Linked DNA regions of Hordeum vulgare: all the other regions are linked to region 1. Evidence: chromatin contacts called from public Hi-C data. All regions are on one chromosome and are shown on one strand. Each heading gives the region's core, a stretch centred on a gene start, on an enhancer-like site or on the middle of the called end of the contact. The rest is flanking DNA. Distances are from core to core; before and after follow the strand shown. Region 1 holds the start of LOC123396140 (syntaxin-51-like). Region 2 holds the start of LOC123396402 (SPX and EXS domain-containing protein 1-like). Region 3 holds the start of LOC123451901.

Region 1 (4,052 bases), core at 58-2,557:
ATCGAATTCGCTTCAGGTCCCCATCGCTGGTTGTCGATGTAGGTTATCCCGCGGCGGCTCCGAGTCATGAGCGTCGTCGCGTAACTCCCAAACCCTGGTAGGGTTCCCTTTGAGAACTCAACTCCACCGTGCGGAGGCCCCACGGTGGGCGCCAACTGTCGTGGTTTTTTCACGGCAGATGTCCTCGTGAAAGGACTTGATACTGGAGCCATCGCACCTTGGTGGCGACTCAAAGGGGTTAAGCGGGAGAGACACGACGATTTACCCAGGTTCGACCCCTCGAAAGGAGGTAATAGCCTACGTCCTGCTTTTGTGTGTATTGATATGGATTCGATTACAAGGAAGGCGTAACTCGCCTAAACCTAGCACTCGATGATTTCTAACCTGTCCCCTGTCCCCTGGGACTTCGCCTTTATATATAGGTCGATTCCCTAGGGTTTACAAGGATTGCTTCCTTTCTACAACTCGTGGCCATTGCGGTCTCTAAATCGCCATCTTCCAAAGCTGGGAGACCCGCCAAGAGCCATACTCGTCGTACGACCTTGATTCGGCCAAAACGAGGCCCAACTAAACATTTATATGAATCGCCCAATGAATAACCCGGCCCAACTAGGACGGGTCATCCACTGGTTACATCCCCAACATTGGGGGTCCGAGATAAAGTTGGTGTGTCTGAACTTTCCTAAAGATGTCCCAGCTTTCATGTTGAATTGTGCGGTTTTGAACATCCGTCCATGTTTGCGAACATTTGATGATCTACGACGGATGGATAAAACTGTTTCGACTATCCGCTCGAGGGGAGGTTTGGTGAATTGCCCTCATGGAAAGTGAAGCGGATCCTTTAACATGAAGGAGAGAAGTCACCTAGGCTACAGTGTAAACTAGTGTTAAACAGAGAAGCAATAGCCAACGAGTACTGTAGCGAGCAATGTATTTATCTACTGCGGTAGAGTTACTGTTTATATAAATAAATTTAAAATTGCTTTTATTGCACCGTAATTTTGTTTGTATGCGATTTTTATAAATGTATAAAGTAGATTTGTAATTTGCAAATTAATTCATGTCATTTCAGGCTTAATCATATATGGATGTGAAGGAGGAAAGTAAGGAAATTGTAGCTTAGGTGACTTCTCTCATTCGTGTTAGAGGATCCACTTCCGACGGAAAGTAGGTCGAGAACATCTGCAACGGAGTTGGCCGTCGAGTGGGCCCCACCGGCGGAAGGGCCCGGTGGCAGATTAGGCCGGCGTGAGCTGGCCCAGAACTGATGCATCGGAGCGTGTCGTTTTATCTCTCTCTGAAGAATAGAAAAAGTCTGCATTTCGCCCCCTTTCGCTGATCGCTGGGGCCTCACAATCAATCGGCTACTCCCCTCTCACGCGGCAGCGACCCCGGAGGCGACGTCGGCGGCAACGGCCGGCTTCTCGCCGGTAAGATCCCCCTCCCCCCCCCCCCCCCCCCCTCTCTTAATTTCTAGGGTTCTGCTCTGTTCGCCGTGACTGGTTCTTAGGTCAGTTCGTGATTTCTCATGATACCCGCGGGGGAGAGGGGGGGGGGGGGGCGTCGGGCCGAGAGAGAGAGAGTTGGAATTGAGAGGGACAGATGTATCAGGAGAGGGAGAAATCGAGATGGAATTGGAGATTCAGAGCTGAGAAATTGATAGTGGATTGATTTTATTTCTGAATGGTATCATCTGTACGAAGTAGGGGCAAAGGTGCTGTATTTGGGAACTTGATGGACCAACTTGCAGAAAAAAAAGCACTCACCTTAAGCCAGCTTGCATGTTCTCTTCTGATTGGGCAAGAAAATGATTCCAGCTTCTGTAAGGATCCAAGGGAAACATACAAATCAACTTTCCATAATCAGCTGCAGTACCAAATTTGTACTCCACTTATTAATCACCACGAATCAAGTTTGTAGTTAACAAAATTACAAGCCTACTGTTATCTGCTGAAACTTTTCTCTTGCCCAATCACAGTTCATTGTTTGGGCTGTTTACTCCCAGGCACAATCGCCTTATATTTATAAACGGAATTTTTGACAACGCCACTAGTTGACTCTGATGCACATGCATTTGCTAGCTCTTTAGCTTATATACACCCTTCTCAATGCATATGTTTCTGCGTTTGCACCGTCTTCTGCTCTGCTGCCGACGAGGGCACCGTCCTTCTCCTATACTCCTGCTTCTGCATCTTATCCCCTGATGCTTGCAAATGGACATACTTTGTGTGAATCTTTTCCCTTTCCAGTTTTCATGTCATTCAAGGGAACCATGTCGCAGCAAACTGACATATGAAAGGGGATCTGAGGAAACCCATTTGTGGACAATTATACAACTTGCATAGTAATAAAGACAAACCAGTTTGCTTCTGGGGGCTATTTTGATGGAACCAAATTAGAATTGAAATATTACCTTGTAGAATATTTATATATTGAATCATATGTGTAACTAAATTTCTCCCTGGCACGGGTTAACCGACTGGTTACTAAGTTGCAGGGATTATATCCCCTAGTGGAACTAATCCCTGCAGGGAGGGGATCAACCCAATCCCTGCAGGGATTAGTTCCCACTGGAAATAATCCCCAGCAACCGAACATAGCCTCATTCTGGTTCTGATGCCGATTAGGGATCTTGGTAGAACCTTTGGGGATGGAAGGTGTGGGTTCGCGGTGTATGTGATAGATGATGGGAATAGAAAGTACAAACATTCTTGTGAATTTTTGGTGAAAGATAGTACTTCCTGTGGTCGTTGGAAAGATAGGTATATAGATGTGTCAGAGGAGAAATTTTCTTTAGCTTTGTTATGGTGTTGCCTGTAAACTTCATAACACAACCACGAGGCCATATGATTCGGCATGCTGTAGTAAGCCAACAGTCAGCTACAATCCATGGTTCATTGCACATTGCGCCTAACTGGTCGGACCTGTGCTGCATAAATGTAACCTGCAAGAGGTACACTATGTTTGGTGTTATTTTCGGCAGAAATCTGCAAAGATGAGTTTTGGATACACATACTAAACTTCAGCAATCTTGCTGTCCCTTTAGGGCCCCATGGTTGGGAGTTTGTTTAGTAGGAGCAATGTATTCCTGCACGCTGGTCAATCTTGGTTTAGGATCAACCGGCCGACTCTCCATATTTAGTTATGATATTGCATGATAACCGAGTTGTGATATTGCCTTGCGCTTATTTATATGCATATGTCCTGCTAAAGATTTGTATCCTGCCATACTTTTTGGTTTTTACTTGTTATTTATGCTAATACTATTTTGAATTAACCAGCAATGGCATCATCTTCGGACCCATGGATGAAAGAGTACACTGAAGCATCTAAGCTTGTTGATGATATAAGTTCCATGATTGCCGATAGAAGTTCTCTTCCACAATCAGGCCCCGAAATTATGCGCCACACATCAGCCATTCGGAGAAAAATAACTATTCTTGGCACTAGACTGGACAGCTTGGTGACATTGTTGTCCAGGATTCCGCCAAAGTCACTGTATGTTTTGACTACTCCTATCTTTATATAACATATACTCAAGATCACTAGAGTTCTTACATTACTGCCATATTTGTTGACTGTAAATCTTGACAGTTTGCTTAGGAAGTTACAAAGGAACATATGACAGTAGAATCTCAGAGAATTTGTATGGACTGTTACGTAATCCATCATTTGCATGTTTGATGTATCCTTAGAATCAAAGTTCATCTATGATTTACCTTATGTCTTACGTCAGTAATATGTACATGGGTTCGCTGCTTATAAGAATAGTCTAGTGAATTCTACTCTTCTAGGCACGGTCAAAGAATCATTATATTATTGTGTGCAGTATAGGGAAGAGGCTGCCATGCTGGTTGATACAAGTTCCGTGTGAAATATGTTTCTAGTAGAACCTTGTAGTCGTGAGCTGCCGGAGAACTAGGCCTTGGCTACCGACGGTCAAGTGCCTTGATGAAAGCTTTGGTCGATTGGAGCACAACGATAAAATAGGGGATGGGGGTAATGAGGAGTAAATTAGGGGCAAGGGGCTTCTTATTTATTGCTTTCTGAAA
Region 2 (3,626 bases), core at 1,053-3,552, 650 kb before region 1:
CATGATGTAAGTTTCAGTTTATCAATTGACACGACAGAGTCAGAGATACACAATGAGGCATTCATTTTAGTATGTCAACAATATCTTATATTATACTGTTCCTCGGGAGAATTCTTGGAAATTTTTTGCACGAATTTGATTAATGATAACCGATAAGCACCACCACAAGTAAAACCAAGCATACTGTACACAACAAAAGGTCCCATGAGCAAATCACAGAATTAACAACTTAATGAGCTCAAGATATTACACTGGTTGAGATGCAGCAAGAGACACTTCACCATGTGAATACAGATATAGGTAAGCTGTCATACTTGTTGGAACAATTAACGTCAGCCAAGTAGCACACTGCCAATGGAGAAAAATAAGTTTTACTTCAGCAGAACAATATGCCAGAGTACATATAATATGAGAAATTAGACAATATTATGTCGGCATAAAAGAACATGGGCAGGACAAAAACACAATACGGTTTAAAGAAAAGAGAGCCACGTTCAAAACATCGGCCCATCGGTATTCAACTGCAGAAATAATTACCCTGCCGACGCATGTTCATCCAGACACTAAAGTAGGAATCATATATATTACTTGCATAGAAAAGCAAGATAAACACGGTTGCTTTAGGAACGTTATGTACAGTTGTACTAGAAAAATATAATGGAATGGGAACTACAAGAATTGTTGAGAGCTTAATGCCACCATCCATAAAATTCAGGCTACCATAACAACCATATGCCACATAAATTGCAGTACACCATAAAAGCTTATAGGCTATGGATAGGCTTGTCAGTGTAAATGCATTCAAGCAAGATATCAAACGGATATAGCAAACAAGATAAATAGGCATACCCTCCATATTTCTCGGTGTGATAAATGTGTCTGTGGAAGATCAAACACCTTCGCATAATTTACTGATGATTGTGCGAAAACCCACAAATTTATTCCCCATAACCAAATCATCAGTGCCTACAATAGGAACACAAAGCACAATTACATGCGCGACTAAATTTTCTGCATAGAAAGTTGAGTATGTCACATACATGTACAACAACAAAAAGAAACTCACCACCAGAAGAAGAGGATTATAGTATAAGAAAGCCTCGTATAGAAATAAATCTCGCAGATCAACACTCATTCTCATAACCGAATCCCACCCTATCTGCAGGTCCAAGAGCATAATCGATTAACAAACCACATGAAGCTCAATTCATGCGTCACAAAAGCGATTAATAGAGCAACACTGACCTTGCAACAGCACAAGCCCCATAGGAGAAACAATATAACCTGGAAAAGGTACACACTCATAAGCAATTTGAGAAGTAAAATGTCGATCAGGGCAGATGAGAAAATCAAGAGAACAGGGTAATTTCAGTACAAATGGTTAGTGGTTACAGAATAAATGATCAATAAAATACATAATGCCACAGCACAGAACTAGATAAGGACAGGTAAATATGTTGGCGTCTCTTGGAGGAAATTACAGGGTAAATCAGCAAAAAAAAAAAGCAGCATTTCCAACCGAAAATGGATATGCTAAAAGGCCACTTCATCTTCTGTGACCAAGCTAATCATAATAGTGTTCAGGTGTTGTACCGTTCAATTATCATGGAAAACAAAGGCATATCCTAGAGTAGCAGAGATTTATACTCCATGGCATGATTTTTGTCGCTACTACAAAGTTTATGCAATGAGGGGGCTTATCCCTTAACTTCCCCTCAACTCTTGACCTCCTTTGTAAATTTCTTCTGGAACATGACATGAGCCGCAGACAATGTGCATAACGGCGTCCGCAGCACACACTTCCTATACATCGGGATGTACATTAAGCATGCATGAGCGGCCGTCGAAATGGCGCGAAGGCTATACCTTGACCCGCCAGAGGAAGAGCGGCGAAGGGATGATCGCCGCAGCGGGGATGGACGACACGCCCTTCATGTCGACTCCGGCCCTGGCCCTCCGCGCGCGCACTCGGTCACACAGGCGCCTGCGTCCTCGAACGTACCCTGCGCACGGCAGCAGGATCAGTATCAGCCCCGCTGCTGCGTCAGCCCACAGCGGGCGGGCAGGCAGGCGACGTAGCCCGCGAATCGGATCGAGCGGGGGCGCTCACCGAGGATCGACAGAGCGTGCCGCCGCCGGTCGGGGCAGGGGAGGGAGGAGGAGCCGTGCCGTGCCGTCCGTCGGGCAGGCGCAGGCGCAGGCCCCTCCGGCTCTCCGGGGAGGCCGGCGGCGTGGCAGGGAACGGCGAGATCTGCGAGGGGGGGGGGGGGGGGGGGGGGAGGAGGAAGCCGTAGGAAGGGGGGAAAGGGGGGGGGGGGGGGGGGGGGAGGCGCCGACGGCGAGTTTGACGTGTAGGCGGAGCACGGGCGAGCTTTGAATTTTCTATCGACTTTTGGTACTGCTGCTGGTGGTAGAAGAGTGCGCTTTATTCCGTGATGATCTGTTCCCGTTGCTGTTCTCTGGCTTGGAAGATGAATGGAAGGAAGGAAGGAAGGAACGTGGGGGGTTGACACGTCCAGCGCACGCACGGTGGGCGTCCTGCGGTGTAGGGCATATTGGGGTTCTAGATTCTGACGCCAACGGGTGCTTGACAGTGACGTGCTGGGCGCGACCTTTTTCCCTCGGGTTTTTTTTAGGAAGAAAAGAACGGACCTTTTAAATAGCATGGATTTTTTTTTATTTTGCACGAACAGGATGGAAGAAATGCTCGAAGGGACCTTTCAAATAGGAAAGGAGGTTGCTCCCCTCGATTTGCAATGCATTTGTTGCTCACTTGGGTCTCGTCGAGAAAAACAGGAAAATAAACCAATATTTTGCGTCTAGTTTGGTTGACCGTATTCAGGCTGCATAGAGCGAGGGGGTCGGTTTTGGCATGATGTTTGATGTTTGGTGTCCAATAGGCGCGTTATCTCAACTTTTTTTTTTTACTTTTTGTATGCATGGACCGAAGTCGTGTATTCCTCCCGTTAAAATTGTATGCCTTGTAAAGTTGGTTGCACGTGCGGAGCCAAATGACATCCCGTGCTGGTTATTTAGGGTGCCCGCTCCCGCGTGTTGAACAACAAGCATTTGCATGTGCGAGACAAATTGCCTCTTCGGCCACCCCGCCTTGCTCCGTCGCCGGTGAAATCGACCGATGAAACGGCTCGCGACATCCTCAACCACTCCTTACACACACGACCCCCTCTCCCCCCTCGTTGTCGACGCAAACCCTAGCACGGGGTTGAGTTGCGACTTCGTCGGCGACGCCCCTCCTCTTAGCAGTGGCCTCGCACGCGGCTTGTTCTTGGCGCCACGAACGATCGCGATGGGTGTGTTAGATGATGAAGCGTTCCTACTCCCTCGAGGGGAGCCGCGTTGGTTTATATTGATAGGTTGTCTTGTTGTGCAAGAGATAGATACAAGAGTTTGAATACAATAGGAGATAGAGGAGATAGAGGAGGAGGTTGAGATTACAACGATATCTCTGTATTCTAACACCCTCCCTTAATCTCAACTACCTAAATTAAGATTACTCTTGAACTCATCAAATGGTCGTGTTGGTAGTGCCTTGGTGAAACCATCCGCCACTTGATCTTTGGAGGGAATAAACCGTATCTCAAGCTTCTTTGCTGCAACCCTTTCTC
Region 3 (4,008 bases), core at 290-2,789, 940 kb before region 1:
AGATAACAACTCTAATGGGTTGTACTCCCTGTGTACCACAATACTTGTTGTTGCGAAGAACTAGTCTAGTTCTCTCCAACAACAAGTATTTAGGAACAGAAGGAGTACTACATAGTTATATTTTTTCTTCTAAACGTTTCTGTCAGTTTTCGCCAAGGATTGGTCATCTTCGACTAAGGACACATTTCTTTAAGGAAAAATGCTTACCATCGTTCGGCCAATTTTAGCGGACGCGCCCGTCACCTTCTTTGCGTGACACGCGTCAAAGTGAGGCCACACACACCATGCTTTGTCGAGCATGTTTGTGCAACACAGGCTATGCTTCTGAAACATATGCGATGTCGCGATGGTCCACGACATGTCTATATTTTCCAACAAAACATCTCTTGCAGATTATTTCTGCAACAACATGTGAGTTGAAAAAATGCAATGATATACCAGTTGCATTTTTACATATGTTCAAATTTTTTCGACAATACGACGTGTGTTGCAGAAACAATTCCGCAATAGAACGTGTGTTACAGGAATAATTCCGCAACAAAACCTATGTTACAATAATGAAGACGCGTCCGACCATTCGATGTTGTAGATCTAACGGCTTACGACGTGGCTGATCTTTCTAAAAGATCAGCCCCTTAATTATAGAAGAGAAGGAAAAGGGAAACGGGAGAGGCGTTTTGTCTCCCGAGCTCACCTGCACCCGCTCCGACGAAAAATATCAAAACAAATACTAAATAAATTCAAAAAATTCTATTTTTTTGTGTGGTAAATAATTTAATGCACGAGGTCCGTTTCAAATTTGAACTCATTTGGGCATCTTGAGGCGCTCTCGTCAAAAAAGTAAATCTGGGTCTGTAAAATGGTGTACTGTTTACGAACTTTTTCGATCCGATTTGTCTTTTTTGTCAAAAGCTGCTCAGGTGTCCAAATAAAATGAAATTTAAAGCAAACTTCACGGATCAAATTATCTACCATACAAAAAAGTTGGAACTTTTTTAGTATTTATTTTTAATATTTTTCTGACCCGAAGCAGATGAGCCTGGGAGCAGAATCGAATTATTGAAGGGAAACGCTTCCTTCACTCGTCTCTCCTTGCCTCCTTGGACACACGCTTGTTCTTGGCGGCAGTTCCTTCGAACGCACGTCCGTCCTTGTGTTGCACACAACGTGCAAAGTCAGCCAGGCAGCGATCCAACAGCCGACCAAGGGGGACACATCACATTACCTGGCCCCGCCGGCAAATCCATCCAACACGCCCCGCTTCGGGCGCAACCGGCAACGAGAGCGAACCCACTTTTCCGTCCCACCTTCCCCGTGTCCTATTTGGCGTTCCGTTTCGTTCGCTCGTTCGTTCGCTGCCGCGTTCCTCTCTCCCTCCCTCCCCACCCTTTCCTCCCTCCGCCACCACCAAATTCCCAGGCGGCGATTTGCTCCTCCCTGCCCCGCGCGGCGCCGACCCGCTAATGCGCTTGGGCCCGCCCCGTCGGCGAGATCGGCGCCGGCGTCTCCGTCCCATTTGCGGCGGCGACCTCACCGCCGGCGACGCGGGGCGGGCCCCCCTTGTCCGGCTGGCCGCCGGCGTGCTCGCTCGGCGGGGGGCGGTCCCGCGCTGATTGATCCCTCGGTAAGGAGCCCTAGCTTGATTTGATAATTCGTAGCAGTGGCTCGCTGCGTCCTGTCTTGTTCTGCTCTGTTATTGAGAGGATCTTTTCGGGATTTTTTTCGTGGCTGTGAGCGGTCGAATCCAACTGAGCTAATTTGATTATCAAGTTCTTCGTCCCGTAATATTGATCGCGTACGAACATTGCACACAGAGAGATTCTTCTCTCTCCGCACTTCAATTTGACCCGTCCTGTGTGTTTTGTCGCGGGATCATAGCGAGATGCTCACCGTGTTTTCTTGGTTTATTTATTGCAGCTACGCTTTGCTCGGGGGTCTACATTAGGGGAAACCGCTGCTCCTGTCTTAAATAGATGAATGAGTAGTTCGGCATTTCAAGATATAGCAATTAGCTCCGCTGTTCAAGGAGGAGGAGGAGGAGCTTCCAGCACAAGCACCATTGCTTTGTGTTGCTTCAGATGAACAGCCAAGTTGGGCCCAATAACCACAAGAACTTGAATGTGGTCTATCAGGATCTCACCACGGTTCTTGGTCTTGGCAGGTTTGACTCCGGGAACCTTGCTGCCGGTTTGCCTCTGAAATGTGATATGGATCCGGCAAATTTGGTGCGCACCAGGACCATACCCTCTGAGAATGTACTCAAACCAGCTCAACATTCAAGTGACAACCTACAAGATACGTCTTCTCCCTGCGAAAGCCCGCATGCTGGAAAAGTCAAGTTCATGTGTAGCTTTGGTGGGAAAATCCTGCCTAGGCCTAGTGATGGGGTGCTCAGATATGTGGGCGGGGAAACACGTCTCATATCGATACCCAGAAACTTCTCATGGAAGGAACTTGTGCATAAAACCCTCTCGATCTACAATCAGCCTCATACCATCAAGTATCAGCTCCCTGATGAGGACCTTGATGCTCTGATTTCTCTTTCATGTGAAGAGGATCTTCAGAATATGATGGAAGAATACTACAGTCTTGAAAAGGCCAATGGCTCACCGAGACTTCGGATATTTCTTGTCTCCCCGAATGATTGCGAGGAGTCATCGTTAAGTGCAAGAAGTTTAGAAAGTGAACCAGAATATCATTTTGTTGTTGCTGTGAACAATCTCTCACAACTGAAGCAGAGTACCAGTGACAACAATTTGGTGAGCCAGTTGAGCCAACAGTTGGATAATTCCCTACTCCCCTCCAGAGACTCAACTGTATCTCAAACAGATATAGAAAGTGGGAGTAAAGCTTTGGCTGGAACAGCCTTAAGCGAGTCTTCCTCTCAGTTTTTTCTTGCTCCATACTCACAACAAATGGTGGCTGAGTCAGCAGCAACTTCCTCCCCAGGCTTAAATCGACAGAGGACGTCTTTGAATCAGTCTAGGTTGCGGATGTCTTCAGACAGACTAACAATGAACCAAGAACATGAGAACAAATATGAAGTTAGCAATGGATCAAATTTGAAAACCATGCTTCCAGACCATCAAGATAAGACTCAAAGCGATGTAGACACAGGTATTGGAATTGGATCAACCATGCACAATCTTCAAATTCAAAGGCAGGCAAAAGATTTGGGTACACCTCGAAATGAGAGTTACGTGAGTTCACATACAAATTATGATAAGTCCACTCCAATGGAAATGCCCTTTTATTCTGAAAAGGTGTACATCCATCCAGAGACTGCTAGTTGGCTATCTGGCATGCATGAATACACTGGCCAAATTCATGGCATGCCGCATGCCTTCTCTGATCCTTTGCTGAATGATCGCACTGAACAACCTGCATCCAATCTGTCTTTAACTTTTGATTCCTACATACCCCCTTCATTTTCCCAGAAAATGTGTCAAGCTAATGAGCTGGAGAGAACAATAAGCGGGACTAGGCCAGATCTTCTACGTGCTAAACCACCTCAGATTGCTCGTATGGATGAACCAAATTACCTTGTTTCTAGTCATACCGACCAGCGGTACGGTCAAGGAGTTACTGGTGGAGCCAGTTTTGAGTCAGCCGTATATTACCAACAAGACAGTTTGCCTACTAATATGGTGCAAACAGGTCATGATGGTGGTCCTGTTGTCCAACAGAGGAAGATTTATCATCCGGAGAACAGTGCCGCCCCAAGTGTTGCTCCCCAGTGCACTTATGTTGACACAAGGCTCACTTTGCACCACACACGTGGTGCAAGGTTGTCCTCGGGTGAGTTAGATGCTCTAGAAAGCTCATGCTTGACGCCAATGCATGCTACTGATAATTCTCATTCACGCTTTCTTCATGGATTCCCTAATGGATCTCAAACAGCGAATTCAGATCGTGGATCTCATGTAGAGAAAATGAAATTAGGGTGTGTTACAGATTATGGAACAGCTGGCTGTGTGCATGGTAATGATAAAGTTGCTCCTGGACCCC

Evidence for each region. A called contact is a pair of places that touch in the nucleus more often than the background predicts.
Region 2: a Hi-C map of seedling shows a contact between it and region 1, with 3 times the contacts expected there. The contact joins the promoter of LOC123396402 here to the promoter of LOC123396140 in region 1. A contact is called at or near these places in 3 of 6 Hi-C or Micro-C datasets (leaf and seedling).
Region 3: a Hi-C map of seedling shows a contact between it and region 1, with 6 times the contacts expected there. The contact joins the promoter of LOC123451901 here to the promoter of LOC123396140 in region 1. A contact is called at or near these places in 2 of 6 Hi-C or Micro-C datasets (leaf and seedling).

The regions. Positions count from the first base shown.
Region 1 is chr5H:56,262,339-56,266,390 of MorexV3_pseudomolecules_assembly, reverse strand. It overlaps LOC123396140 (syntaxin-51-like), which reads left to right and starts at 1,307. Exons shown (of 7, transcript XM_045091193.1): 1 at 1,307-1,430; 2 at 3,282-3,498. The coding sequence starts at 3,284.
Region 2 is chr5H:56,913,081-56,916,706 of MorexV3_pseudomolecules_assembly, reverse strand. It overlaps LOC123396402 (SPX and EXS domain-containing protein 1-like), which reads right to left and starts at 2,302. Exons shown (of 13, transcript XM_045091349.1): 1 at 2,111-2,302; 2 at 1,867-2,003; 3 at 1,246-1,284; 4 at 1,067-1,159; 5 at 850-966; 6 at 253-348. The coding sequence starts at 1,935.
Region 3 is chr5H:57,205,008-57,209,015 of MorexV3_pseudomolecules_assembly, reverse strand. It overlaps LOC123451901, which reads left to right and starts at 1,539. Exons shown (of 10, transcript XM_045128455.1): 1 at 1,539-1,624; 2 at 1,918-2,090; 3 at 2,162-4,008. The coding sequence starts at 2,208.